Linked DNA regions of Mus musculus: all the other regions are linked to region 2. Evidence: chromatin contacts called from public promoter capture Hi-C data. All regions are on one chromosome and are shown on one strand. Each heading gives the region's core, a stretch centred on a gene start, on an enhancer-like site or on the middle of the called end of the contact. The rest is flanking DNA. Distances are from core to core; before and after follow the strand shown. Region 1 holds the start of Car11 (carbonic anhydrase 11). Region 2 holds the start of Kcnc3 (potassium voltage gated channel, Shaw-related subfamily, member 3). Region 3 holds the start of Lmtk3 (lemur tyrosine kinase 3).

What was found. Promoter capture Hi-C pulls out the DNA fragments that hold promoters and counts their contacts.
Region 1: a contact with region 2 is called in a promoter capture Hi-C map of embryonic stem cells, with 3 times the contacts expected there. The contact joins the promoter of Car11 here to the promoter of Kcnc3 in region 2. A contact is called at or near these places in 1 of 39 promoter capture datasets (embryonic stem cells), 1 of 484 Hi-C or Micro-C datasets (embryonic stem cells) and 1 of 115 datasets of contacts at active chromatin or transcription factors (microglia).
Region 3: a contact with region 2 is called in a promoter capture Hi-C map of liver, with 5 times the contacts expected there. The contact joins the promoter of Lmtk3 here to the promoter of Kcnc3 in region 2. A contact is called at or near these places in 1 of 39 promoter capture datasets (liver) and 2 of 9 other capture datasets (adipose tissue and liver).

The regions. Positions count from the first base shown.
Region 1 is chr7:45,697,906-45,702,269 of GRCm38.p6, reverse strand. It overlaps Car11 (carbonic anhydrase 11), which reads right to left and starts at 2,303. Exons shown (of 9, transcript NM_009800.4): 1 at 1,931-2,303; 2 at 1,770-1,844; 3 at 904-1,046. The coding sequence starts at 1,997.
Region 2 is chr7:44,589,245-44,594,063 of GRCm38.p6, reverse strand. Kcnc3 (potassium voltage gated channel, Shaw-related subfamily, member 3) reads right to left here and starts at 3,178. Exons shown (of 4, transcript NM_008422.2): 1 at 2,306-3,178. The coding sequence starts at 3,178.
Region 3 is chr7:45,783,190-45,787,564 of GRCm38.p6, reverse strand. Lmtk3 (lemur tyrosine kinase 3) reads right to left here and starts at 2,218. Exons shown (of 15, transcript NM_001290990.2): 1 at 1,884-2,218; 2 at 981-1,114; 3 at 605-755; 4 at 95-171. The coding sequence starts at 1,959. It overlaps Gm5897 (predicted gene 5897), which reads left to right and starts at 3,098. Exons shown (of 2, transcript NR_153811.1): 1 at 3,098-4,296.

The sequences.
Region 1 (4,364 bases), core at 1,054-3,553, 1.1 Mb before region 2:
AGTTAACAAGTACTGAACTGCCGGGCAGTGGTGGCACACACCTTTAATCCCAGCACTTGGGAGGCAGAGGCAGGCGAATTTCTGAGTTCAAGGCTAGCCTGGTCTACAAAGTGAGTTCCAGGACAGCCAGGGCTATACAGAGAAACCCTGTCTCAAACAACAACAACAACAAAAAAAAAAAAAAGAAAGAAAAAAGAAAAACAAACAAAAAAATACTCCTAGCCCCGATTTGAGGTCTCGTGGGCAGTTATGGGGATTTGCCATAGTTTATGTTGTTGTTGTTGTTGGCTTTTTGAGACAGGGAGGCTTTGAATCGTCCCTCCCCCTGCCTCAGTCTTTGGGTGGTAGGGATGATGGTGAACTCCACAAGGGGGTGGGGGGCTTTGGTTGGCTGGACTGCAGGACACAGAGCTGAAGGCCGAGCAGGAGGACCGGATGGGAGAGGACAATGGTGGACAGGACCCCGCGAGCCTAGTGAGAAAGCCGGCCTGAGGCACTGGGGTACGGCGGAGAAAATGACGCTGGGGCTTCTGGCTCATGGTGCCAGCGCTTCTACAGAAATGGGTACTGCAGAGAGCTTCCTGAGTACAGACACTGAGACCATGTCACTTGGCCGGATGGCTGTGTGACCCCAGGCAAGTAACATAAACTCTCTGGTCCATAAAAGAAAGCTAAAAAGATAGTAGGTTATTGTGAAGATGAGTGGGTTTGTTTAGTCTTTTCAATGCTTGGCATGAGTTGTCTTCTGTTTTCACTGCTTGGGTAGACATTGGGAAGCTGAGGAAAGCAGTGGGAAAGGGCAGGCCGGGTGATCTTCAGAGAGTAACTATTTATTCCCCATGGTTCGCCATCCACCTCAGCCCAGGTCCCCTCTGCTTAGACCCGCCCCACTGCAAAGCTTACCTTCTCTCCCCCGGTGCTGAGTCTGAGCGGGGGCAGAAAAGGGTCATAAAGAACCCGCTTCAGCTCCACATCCACGGGGCTCTGCCGCTTCCCCACAGCGCACAGGCTCCAGGCAGCGTTCACCAGGCCCCAGAAGGGAGGCCCTATGGGAACAGAAATAGGCTGGATTCCAGGCAGGACCTGCTGTGTGGATTGGGGCAGGGATAACCCCAGCTGAAGGAAGAAAACGAGGGAGGAAATCAGGAGCTTTGGGTCTAAGAGAGAAAGAACATGAGAGCCAGAATCCTGATTCCTCGAAGAATTTTGGAATCCCTTCCTAGGAGCTCATAACTGCTCCAAGCCTTGTTCCCATCTTTAAAAGGGCTATGTGAAAACAGAACTACAACTCCCAGTAAGCCTCAGGGGTGAAAACAACTCATCAATCTCCGGCCTGCCCCGTAGCCCCATGGGAGTTGTAGTTCTTTTAGTCTCCCAGGTCCCACAGCTGGATAAGAATATTAGGGGAGAAGAGTTATAAAAGAGGACTTCGAAGCCCCGGGCGAGGGGGCGGGACAGGGACCCGAGCTACCGAGTGTGTGCCTTCCAGCAGGAATAGGACCTGTCTATGGCTGCAAACACACACATTTCTCCACCCCCACACTTTCCTTGCACTCACTCCCACTCACTACTTGAAATGCGCATGTATAATGTCCCATGGTGAGCCGCTGAGGTTCAGAGGCTGGGCCCCACTCCTGAGGGAAGAAGGCAGGGGCTGGGAGCTTTGGTCCTATGGAAGATGAGAAGATCGAGGACCCAGACTCCTGAGCCTAGGAAAAACGGCGCCTAGGGATATGGGGTCGGGCTCTGGGTCTCCACCCTGTTTGCACCTGGCACGAAGTTTCCCTGGAGATTCTCCTTGTAGCTCCACCAGTCCTCGGGATCAGGTGCAGGTCCGATGTGAGCTGGGAAGAGAGCAGCTGCATCCCTCTCCTAGGCACCCCACCCTGTCCCTCCCTCAGAGGATGCTGCCAGGACCCCCAGGTCTTACCTGCCGCTCCCAGTGCGGCCCAGAGTACCAGCGCTTGAGGGGCGCTCAGGCGAGCGGCACCCCCCATCCAAGAGGCCTCGGAGCGACCCTTTCCCAGCGCCCGACCCCCTAGCTCTTCCCTCCCCTCCTCTTGGGACTTCCAGCCTGGCTGTCACCAGAACGGGAGCCCCAGCTCCCGGGATACAGGGGCTGGGACCGTGTACCCCAGAGCCCGTTTGACGCTCACTCCTCCGCCCGCCTGGGCCCGCTCCCTGCACTCGCTCTACCTCCCGAAGCTGCGATCGCCCTCGCCGGCCCCGGGTCCCTCTCGGTGCCAATGCACACCCCTTCTTCGCTCTCAACCAGCGAACCCGGCCGCGCACTCGCCGCGTGCGCTCCTCTCCCTCCGCCTCCTCCCTCACCCTGCCTTCTCTTCTTCCCTCTGTCCTCTTCCTCCTCCCTATTCGACTCTGCCTTCCCTTCTTCCTTCTATCTCACCTCCTCCCTCACCCTGCGCTGCCTCTCCCTCTTTCCATCTCCACCTCCTCTCGTCTTCTTCCCCACCCCCTCTTCCATCACCTCTGGTCCTGCTTCCCTCTTCCCCACCCACTTGCTCCCACTGGTTTGATGTTTGGTTGGGGGGTCTCCGCAGTAGAAAGGGCCGCACCCCTGGGCCCAGCCCTGGAAAGGGAGGTGCAGTGTAGCCGACGGAGCCCGAGGCCCCCAGCTCCAGGTGCCAAGGCTAGAAAGGACCGGGCGCTAGGGGCCTGGCGTGCAGAAAACCAGCTGGTCAGGACGGGGAGGCAGAGGCTTGCGGGACTGGAGGGTGAGAAGGCTGGAGGTGAGCTGATGCTGGGAAGGAGGGACAAGGTGCCCTGAAAGGGGACCAGGGGGAGCAAGATGTCAAGTGGCAGGGAAAGACAGAAATAGACACAGGGAGACTTTATGGTCAGGGCTGGGCAAGAAGGAGAGACAAATAAAGAGACACATTACAGAGTCACAGAGACACAGAGAGAGTGCTTAGAGACAAGCGAGCAAGATGCTATGCAGAAAGGAAAGAGAGATAGAGACTAAAAAGCATGATGTCGGGTCATAGAAAAAGAGACAAAGGCATAACTACATAGAGGGAGCATGGTGGTTCTCACTTCCCATCCCTGCATGCAGGAGGCTGATTGGAAGCCATCCTGTGCTACACAGTAAGACCTTGTCTGAACAAAACAACTAACAGCTCACAGGAAAAAAAAAAAAAAAAAGAATGAATAAGTCACAGAAGGACAGAGAGGTGGAGAGAGGCAACCACCAAGAAATACAGTAGAGATAGACACAAGGAGACCCACCCATGGGATTAGAGGAGCCAGGTGGGCCAGCAAGAAGGATGAAGACGGAGTGGAATAAATGCAGATACAGAGACACATCGGGAGATACCAAGGCACAGAATAGAGAGAGAAAGATCATTTAGGCAGGAAATGGAGGGCAGACAGAGACCCAAAGATACACAAACACCAAGTATAAAAGAACAGAGAAGGAGACCTGGAGCCTCACAGAAGGGGCCCCATATACAGAGTTGCTCATGCACAGAGCAAGACAGAAGGACAGAAGCCCAGGCAGAGGAGAGGGCCTAGTCACAGACCAAATGACTTGAGGAGAGCACCGAGGACAGAGGGAGGCAGGCAGGCAGATGTGGTGAGTTGGAGAAGCTCATGTTGGAAACCATCATGTCTCCAAAAGCAAGGCAGCACAAGAAAGGAGTACAGGGAGCAGCAGGGAAGAGGGAGGAAGCACAGGGCACTGACAGAGAGATCCCGCTATGTGGGCTTCTCTCAGCCCCGAAGCTGCTCAGCATGTGGGGTCAGCATCAGTCCTGTTCCACAGGTAGAGTTAGGGGTCAGAAGGAGCAGCACCTTCTGTAGGGGACTGACTAGTGTCCACTCTGCTCCTAAAACAAGACATCCCCTGGAACTCAGGAGTGGGCTTTATTTGATGAGGTCTTAGCTTGTGTGTTTTTTTTTTTTTTTTTTTTGGTTTTTCGAGACAGGGTTTCTCTGTATAGCCCTGGCTGTCCTGGAGCTCACTTTGTAGACCAGGCTGGCCTCGAACTCAGAAATCCGCCTGCCTCTGCCTCCCGAGTGCTGGGATCAAAGGCGTGCGCCACCACGCCCAGCTTAGCTTGTGTGGTTAAGGTGTTGTTTGGTTTCCCCCACCATTGAGGATGAACCCAAGGCTTTACATATGCCAGGCAAACAATCTATAGCTGAGCCACGCCCCCACCCCTCACTGGGGGATTCTAGGCATGTGCTCCACTGCCAAGCCAGATCCCCAGGGCCTGACCAGGAAATTCTAGATTAGCAGTCTACAGAGTAGGTACATCACCAGACCTCCTGTAACTTTTCCTTTTGGCAGATTCTCACTGTGTAAGTTAGACAGAACTTGATCTCATTCTAGTTCAGGGAAGCCT
Region 2 (4,819 bases), core at 1,929-4,428:
GGCTGCAGCACTGCAGTGGAGGCGGGTCGACCCGGCCCGGAGGAGGGCGCGAGGCGGCCAGAACCATGGACAGCTCCCCCAGCCGCAGTGCGCAGCCGCAGTGCTCTGAATGCCTTAACTCCTTCCAGGCTAAAGCGCCGCAAGTCAGCGCGCAGCCGCAGTGCCTATGGCTTAGGCTTCATGGCTAGAGGCCACCTATCCTACAACTTGCGTAACCCCTTCCTTCCCAGGGACCCGCGGAAGGGTGGGCAGCCACTACAGCGCACAGGTGCAGGGTTGGTTTCCCCTGGAGTGACCCTTAAGCAGAAGGCATGGAGGGGTACCAAGGCTCTGTAAGAAGGAAAAGAAAGCGGAGTCAGAAGGACTGGACCCTGAGCTTGGAGGTGGTTTACGGTCCCAACTTGCAAGAAGGTCCACCTGGAGGTTGGAAAGTACCGGCACACAGTAGATACTCAAATAAATAATTTTTAAAAACAGTACAAATAAATGAGTAACCTTCGTAGCAATTCTCAACCCCTAATCTGACTGTCACCCAAAGAATCTATCTCTGTTTCAGCACCCTTCAATGGGGTCAAAGAATGAAGGACTACTCAGGCCATCGAGTGGGGGAGGAGATGCTCAGAGGCCCAAAGGAGCATCTGGGGCCATGTCCCTCCTGCCCCTCTTACTTTCCCCTTCCCCCCAACTCAACCCCAAATGTCGCCAATTCAGCGCTTCTCAGGGACTAAACTTTATGTGAAGCCTCCGTTCCCCCCACTTTGTTCCCCCCCCTCCCCCCCGCAGTACGAATGCGGCACTGCGGCTCAGCGTCCTTCCTGGCCCAGGACGCAGCACGGTGGGGGGCGGGGGCGAGTGGAGAATGGCTCTCCCGTTACCCACTTTTGCTAATGCCCCCTCTTTTCCTGAACTCACCCCCAAGCTATTCCCACATACCTCGTTCCAGGGTCTCTTGGCCCAAAGGAAGTTTCAGGAAGGGGCGGGGGGAGAAAAGAAACTATGACCAGAGCTATCAAGAGAGTCTTCATGAGGCCTGGGAAGTTACTGAGGCTTATAAACTTCCAGGAGAGCTCTTTGAGGGACTCTGGGGTTTCTAAGAAAGGAGAGGGTGGAGAAGAGAGGAGGACCGCGGAGGGTTCTGGGTTTACACCAGGGGAAGCAAACAGAAGAGTGATGGTAGGGGGTGTGGGGAAGTGGGGGTGAGAGGGTGAGGGGAGCAAGGCTGGGAGAGGAGAACCTTGCGGGTTGAGCTATCCCAGGAGGGGCTGGGGTGAGAATTGAGAAATTTCTGGGTTGATGACTTGGATTTGAGGTGACACAAACTTCTGAAAGTCACTTGGCAGAATGAGAAAGTAACCGGGGAAGGAGGGATGGAAATGAAATTAATCCCGGAGACACAGGGCAGGTGTGCAGTTGGAGGGAAGGATATACGAACTGTGAGCAATTCGGTGGGAGGGGGGGGAACGACACACATACTGGGGGTACTGGAGAGGATAAGTATAACATAGGGCTCTTTTGGAGACACAGGAGTGGAACCTGCTGGACTCGAGGGAGGAAGTCCTTTGAAGGAGGCTGGTAAAGACGGTGAAGGATTTAAGGGTTTAGAAAGGAAGACGCCACCCCCAGCACACACTCAGCTAGATTGTGGGAAACTGTCCTGACTAGGACCAGTAGTTTGGAGGTTCAGAAGGCTCTGAGGGTTCCTTGGGGGGCGGAGATCTTCTAGAACTTTTGAGAGCTAAGAGCAGAAGATCACAAACAGCCAGGAGGCCCAAAGTTGAGAGAAAAACAGATCTAGGAGTTGGGCCCAGGGAGAATGAGGGAGGGCTCCAAGGAGGGAGAGATGGAGATGGAACTTCAGAGGGTCTGGAGATGGGTGGGACCTGGGACACTGAGGATCGGGAATAAGAAAATGGCTTTGGAGTGTTCAAGGGACAGTGGGAGAAGTTTTGAAGAGGCTGAGGCCATTCTGGGGACCTGCCAAAGGTCTCAGAAGGTGTGTGAGAAAGGTGGGGTAGGACTGTCAGGGAAATCCAGCTAGGAAGCTGTTCCCCAGGATCTATGATGACTAGGAGCAGCAGCGAGTTGGGGTTTAGAAGGTCCCAGGGACGCTTAAGTTTTCGGGAGGTGTCCTTGGAAGGGTGGTCTAAAGAGAGGGGTGTGTTTGCAGGGGTGCAGGGAACTCCAGCTGCAAGGAGGAAGGGCTTCCAGAGAACTGGAGGGCTCAAGAGGAGGAGGGACACTGGGATGGAGTGCTCCGGAAACAGAGCGGTTGGGATAATTAGGAGTGCTCGGAGAGCGCGCTCACCCTGGCAGCCCGCGACGAGTAGGGGTCCTCAAAAAGCGCCCACACACGGGGCTGCCAGCGCCGCCACCAGGTGCCGCCCGCGCCGCCCGCGCCCCCGGCAGGTCCTCCGGCACCTCCGCCCGCGTCCTGAAAACACAGACGCTTGAGCTCGCCGCCTGCCCCGTCCAGGCCGCCGCCTCCTGCGCCCGCCTCGTCGTCCAGTCCCGCATCGTGCGCGCCTCCGGCGTTGGCGTTGGCGTTGGCCGAGGAGTCCGGGGCCTCGAAAGAGTCCAGTGCCTCCTCAGCGTCACGGTGCTGGCGATAGGTCATCCAGCAGCAGGCCTCCACGTCCGTCTCGTCTATGCCCCAGAAGCCCAGCTCCTCCTCGAAGAGCGGCCCGCACACGTCGGCCGGGCAGTGCAGTTTGCCGGTGCGGTAGTAGTTGAGCACGTAGGCGAAGACGCCCGGGTGACGGTCGAAGAAGAACTCGTCCGTGCCCGGGTCGTAGTCAAAGCGCGCGGCCGCCTCGGGCTCGGTCAGCCCGGCCAGTCTGGTCCCTGGCAGGGTGCGCAACGTGGAGCGGTACGTCTCATGGCGCACGCCGCCCACGTTGATCACGATCTTACCGCTGTCGCCGCCGCCGCCGCCGTGCCGCCCCATGGCCACCGCCGGCAGCCCGGGGCATGGCTCGGCACGCCGGCCCCCAGGCCCGCAGGAAAGCGGGGCACCCGCCGGGGAGGCGGCAGTGCCGGGCTGAGAGCACTGCTGCTGCTGCGGCGGCGGCAGAGGCGGCGGTGAGGACTCAGGCGGCTGCGGCGTTGGCACCGGCTGAGGCTGCTGCTTGCCGGTCCCCTGGCGCCCGCGGAACGACCAGACGCACACTGAACTGAGCATTGGACAGGGAGGCGGGGCTGGGAGGGGGCAGGGTCTCGGGGGCGGGGCCCGGGTAGAGAGGCAGACGTGATTGGACAGGAGGAGGCGATGAATGGATGGGAGGGTGTGATTGGGCAGGTGGAGGGAGGGCACGAGCTGATTGGGCTGAGCGACTGGGCGGGGCCACGGCTAGGCAGACTCCGACCCAGCCTAGCTAGAGGAGGTGGGGTTGCACAGAAAGCTCAGGGATTGGATCCTACCTAGGAGAGGGCGGGGCGTCAAGGGGACCCTAAAAATGCCTAACTCAGCAGCACAGCGAAAATGGAGACCTCAGAGCCAGGTATGGGAAAGAGCCAGGTACCGTGAAGGAAGGGGGATCAGGCGTTCAAGGTCATGCTACAAAGTGAGATAGAGGCCAGCCTGGGCTGCATGAGACTCTGCCTCGAAAAAAAAAGGCCTATCAATTCTGGTGGGGGTAGGGGTGAGGAACGGGTTGGGGGGTGGTGGGTGGGGGGAAAGAAGTCACAACAAGAGAAGCTGACAAAAAGAAAACAAATTGCCTAGAGCCCGGGCAGGCGGGACCTGCACTGAAAAGGCAAATGAACGGGAAAGTAGGAGTAATTGGATGCAGCGAGCCCAAGAGATTATTAACAATCCTTATTGGGCCGCGACAATGAGGGGGGAGGGTCTCAACTGGGGTGAGGGCGGTACAAGGGAACTAGAGGTGGAGTTGGAACTTGATTAAATAAAAAAACTCACAGGAGACAGTCGAAGCGGAAGATACTGGGACGCTATGGTAAAGGAAGGAAGGCGAGGCCTGGGAGCCTCTGGATGAAAGCTGGGGAGGGGCGGAGGCTGCAAGTTGTGGAGTTGAGGGAGGTCTTAGGTTCGCTGTCCTCCTGCTTCAACATTAGCATCCCAAGTAGCTGAGATGACAGATGAGCACCACCATGTCCAACTGGATGTTGCAAATTTGGACTTCGTTAGACGGGGTTAGACCTGGGCGAAGAGGATCCGGACGAATGGGAGACACAGGCAGATGGACAGGGTCTATATCTTATATGAAACACCTTCAATAGTCCAGAGGAAGATGCGACTAGTAAGTGGATGGCAAAGTGGGGCGCTAAAAATGAGCATTTAGAGAGCCAGAAGCCTCCAGGCTGGTGGGATGGAGTTCTGGAAATGAGATGCCTGTTAGGGGAAGGACACTCATTGCTGGGCACGGGGCTGGGGGTGGGCTGGAATAGAGAGATTCATTGGTAGAGACCCCGGAGGATGGTCCACTACGTCTTAGGGAAGGGGCAAAAGTTGCCAGCTGGTGGAAGAAAGGGGATGAAGCGTAGACAACAAAGAGTGCAGACAGAAGGGCCAAGAGATGGGTAAAGGAGTGGGGACCAGGCATGCAGGAAAGAGCGCCACCGGGAGCACGGACAACAGCCTCTCAGCCACGAGGTCAGACGGGACCATTGGGAAGGGGCGGGGTTATGGAGGGAAAAGTGAGAAGCCAGAGGAAAGACCTCACACCTCCGAGCGGGTAGGCCCCGCCCTCTGGGCGGTCTTAGGCGCAGGGCCGGCAGTGCGCGAGTGCAGTGGCTGCGGCGGGGGCTGCAGCGGGAGGAGGCGCCTGCGGGAACGAAGAGGGCGGGTCACGGGCTGCGGCGG
Region 3 (4,375 bases), core at 969-3,468, 1.2 Mb before region 2:
CCAAGAGCAGATGACAAATGGGGGTAGACACAGAACAGGAGCACATGCCAGAGATGTATGGATAACCCTTCTGCCTCCCACCCAGGCCCCTCACCTTCCCAAACCAGCCGCTGCCAATCTCCTGCAGGTAGCTGAGGTGCTGGCGGCTCAGGCCCAGGGGGGTGCTGATGTCTGAGGAGGGGGCGGGAGGGGAGGCCCTGAGTTCTCCTATCAAAGATGCCCCACACCACCACAGTGGGAGGGGTCTGAGGTCAGAGTAGACAACAGTCTCCTTTTATTGGCTGTCTCCAACATTCCATGGCAGGGTCCAGCCTCCTCATTGGCTGCCCATGAGATCCAGAGCCCAATCAGCCCTTCCCTTTGGCAACCCTAGCTCCAGTCCGCTTATAGGCTGGCTCCCAGGTTAAGATCTAGGCTGATGGCACCAGGGCCATCCTGCAGGATTCTCTCGATCTGGGATTTTCTACAAGATGGTGTGTGTGGCTTCCCTGTAAGTTACTTCCACGAATCTAGGGCTCTGCATTCTGCCCTCTCCCCTCCCTGAGCCACGAAAGGAAGCCCTCAGTGTTGGGATCGCAGGATTCTGGGGTGGAAGGAGCAGTACCTGAGTGTGGAGGCTGCGGGGCAGGCATTGGCAGTGAGACCTCTGCCAGCGGCAGAATATAGACATCAGGCAGCGACTGTGAGGAGGAGGTCTCCTCCGCAGGGGGGGTGTACTCCCCAGAGCAGTCCTCCCCTTCCGGGTTCTCAAACTCCTGGGGTACGAGAGGTGAAGAATGGGAGCATCGGGAGGAGGGTGCTGAGATGCCGCCATCCTGCCCTAATTGCCTCCCTTCAGTCCACAGACCTGTCCCTCAAATCCCAGCCCAATTTCCGCTAGTGTGCGCATCCCAAAGCCGTAGGTCTTGGGAGTGCTCTGGGACCTCCAGTCTCTTTGCTGCCTGGGGTCTTTCTCCCAGGTTAGTCCTAGGGCACCTCACCTTGAAACGAACATCACCCCGTTTGCAACACAGACAGGTAAGGAGGAGAAAGATGAAGGCCAGCAGACCCGAACAGGAAATGAGGACCACAGCGTAGGGCGGAGCCAAAGGGGCCCGGCTCAGAGCGAATCCATCTGTGGGCATAAGGCTAGGCTGGGGTCTGGGCTTCAAGACACTGGCTACCGGACTCATGCCCCTCCCATCCTAGGCTAGTCTTGGACTACAACCCCCATGATGCTCCGAATCCAGGGGCTCCTTGGCAGGGGAGCCAGGTGGTCTAACGTATTGTGGGAGTTGTAGTTTAAGGTCTTCCCAGGTGGTTGGGGGTGGGGTCCCTCCTATCGTTTCAAACTGGGACCCACCCCCCACCCCAAACGCATCCCGTAACCCGGATACATTCCAGTGACCAGCAATAGTGAGGCCTGGAGCTCTGAGAATTTACAATATGCTACCATAGACAGCTTCATGACCATCATTCCCCCAATAGCAGGCTGTTGGCAGATATTTGCCCCGAGCTGAACGCACTGCCCACCCCACGCCTGAAGGGTGACTGAGAACTGTTTCTTTTAAAGACACAGGGAACACAGACTTGTTCTCTAGCCTCAGCCTCAGACCTGAGGGAGGGGTCTCTGCAAAGCCTCAGCTGTGTTCCCCTTAGAAATAGGGTCTCTCTCTTTCCCAAAGGCCGCGGCCTTCCATCTCCCCGCGCACCCGTGTGCACTCGCGTGCACATGAGCTCACATGCACGCTCACAAGCACGCACTCGGCCCGCAGCCCACTCCCCACCCGCCCTGGCTGGTCTCCCTGGCCCTGCAGACCCGTTGGTCCCCAGGGACTGCGCACAGGTGCCGGGCGGACCCGGTGGGGGTGGGGCGCGGGCCGCGGACGGCTGGACATACTCACCCGGGTGCGCTGGGGACGCCAGGCAGCCGGAGGCGGAGACGGCCGCCAGGAGGATGAGTGCGCCGGGTGCAGGCATCTTGTCCAGGATGGAAGGGAGGTGGAGGAATCGGCGGCTGGGGAGGAGGGGGGGCGGGCCCTCAGCCCCCAGCCATGGGGACCCGCTCAACCCTGGCCTCCCTCAGCCCAGGAGAGGGGCGGGAGATGCAGGACAGGGGGAGGGAGGGGTTGCTTACTGGTTCTGATACCCCCCTCCCCCTCCTCGAAAGGACAGACGGATGAAGGGATGGAGAGGCGGACGGAGGAGAGGAGCTGGGGAGCCGGGGTTGCTGGGGTAGGGGGGAGGGGAAGATGGGGGGGGGAGAGAACGAGGGCCCCGCCCCCGAGGACAATCGGGATTGGGGGAGCAGAGAGCCTGTCAGAGGAAGGGTGGGAGGAGGAAGGAGGGAGCGTTGTCATGGCAACTGGTTCCCGGTTGCATTGGCTGCCAGGCGGGAGGGGAGAATAGGGAGGGGGAGGAGGGACAGACAGAGACCAACAGACCCTTGGAGGGGGGCAGGGTCCACAGTGCGTGGCCCTGACACCACTGTGACACAACACTGGTGCCCACACGTGTGCTACATGCTAAGATGCAGATAGCAAGCCCACGCAGCCCACACACAGCTGAGACATGTCACAGGAACCTTCACAAGCGCCTCTCATACAAAGGTGGACAGCCATCAGCAAACGGAGACAAGGACACGTCACACACAAAGACACAGGGACAGACCACACTGAGAATGCATAGGCAGTCCAGACTCTGGTTGGTACAGATTCACCCAGCCACACAGGAATACCCAGCATCACATGAACACACACGCACACGCACACATACAACACAGAGCTCCAAACATAGGGAGGTATCACAAAGATCCATTCAGACCCTTTGGGACATGAGGAGGCATGCTGTCATAAACTGATATTCCACACAGGCAACAAAGAACACACAGAAATCACTAACTCAAACACGTAAAGCCAGTTGCATGCACACAGACACAGGCTTGTCAGTCACATATGGAGCATACAGAAACAACACATGCATGTATGCAGGCACGGGGTTTGCACATTGCTCACCTTCAGGGACAAATGCATATCACATACATGCACACGGGAACACACGGTTCATACATGCAGAGCTACATAGCTTATGCAAAAACACAAATATAGAACGGGTACAAACATGCCCTGTGCACACGTATTACACACAAAGGCACACCACCTACCTAAATAGACAGCATGAATGGACACACTCTTTAGACGTGATTATGAGGACTCCTTATCCACTGCAGTCTCACACCACAGACATCAACACACATGGGCACAAAAGATGCATAAGCGTAGTTTATTTCATGTATTTATTCTTGGCAGGATTTACTCTGCGCCAGGCGTTTCCCAAGATTTACAGTATTACCTTCCAATCATTACAACAGCCCCCAAGACAGGTTCTTTTTTCATGCCCAATGTATAGGTAAGGAAACTGAGGCACAGAGAGGGGCAGTCACCTGCCCCATGCACAGAACAGGGGATAGGCAGAGGTAAGGCTGGAACCTGGCCGTCAGGGACACCGACACATCAGACAAGACACACACACACACACACATCACGTGCCAGGCTGCAGTCTCGGGGTCCCACCCTACGCGGCGGCACACAGAACTGCAGACACACCCGGAAGCGCGGACTGCCGCCCTCGGCGAGGATGTCTCCATGGTCCAGGAATACCTGCGACTCGTCCCCTCAATGAGGCTGGACCAGAGCTGCGCGCGCAGCACGGCTCACTGGGGGCACGGGGAGGAGGGGAAGCCTCGCGGGGGGCTCACTGGAGAAACTGAGGCAGGATCATCGTGGAATGGAAGTTCAGAAAGGTACAGGGAATGGGATTGCAGTGACCGGGGAGTGAGCACGCAAAGCGGACCCCCTGACTGAAGAACCAGAGCCTGGAGAAAGAGAAGCTCACAGGGAGTCGTGGGCCCGCGCAGAGTCTTCTGGGAAATGCAGTCCTTGTTGGTCTAGCGAGGAGGCTTAGGTTGTCCGTTGCGCCACCTGCGGGGGTTTTAGCCTGAGGGTGACAGGCCGGGCGGGCACTGGCTACCAGTAATGAGGGCGGGAAGATTGACGCCGCCGTTTGTTCATAAGTTCACTCAACAAATGTTTACTTTTGAGTATTTGAATGTGGTTGGCTCAGCGGTGTGCCAGGAGTCAGGACTGCTGGAAGAAGCCGGCTATGATGTCCAGCTCTTTAATCACCACCAAAGTTTTGTGTGGATTTGCTTTGTCGAGACGGAGTCTCACTGTATCCCAGCGCTACTGGAACTTACTCTAGCTCTGGACGTCCACGAACAATCTTCTGGCCTCAGGCTCTTGAGTGCTTGGATGACAGGTGTGGTCCAAGCCACATTTTAGAAACGATTACTTAATAATAATATGCATAAGTATTATATTATTGATATATTGTTGTC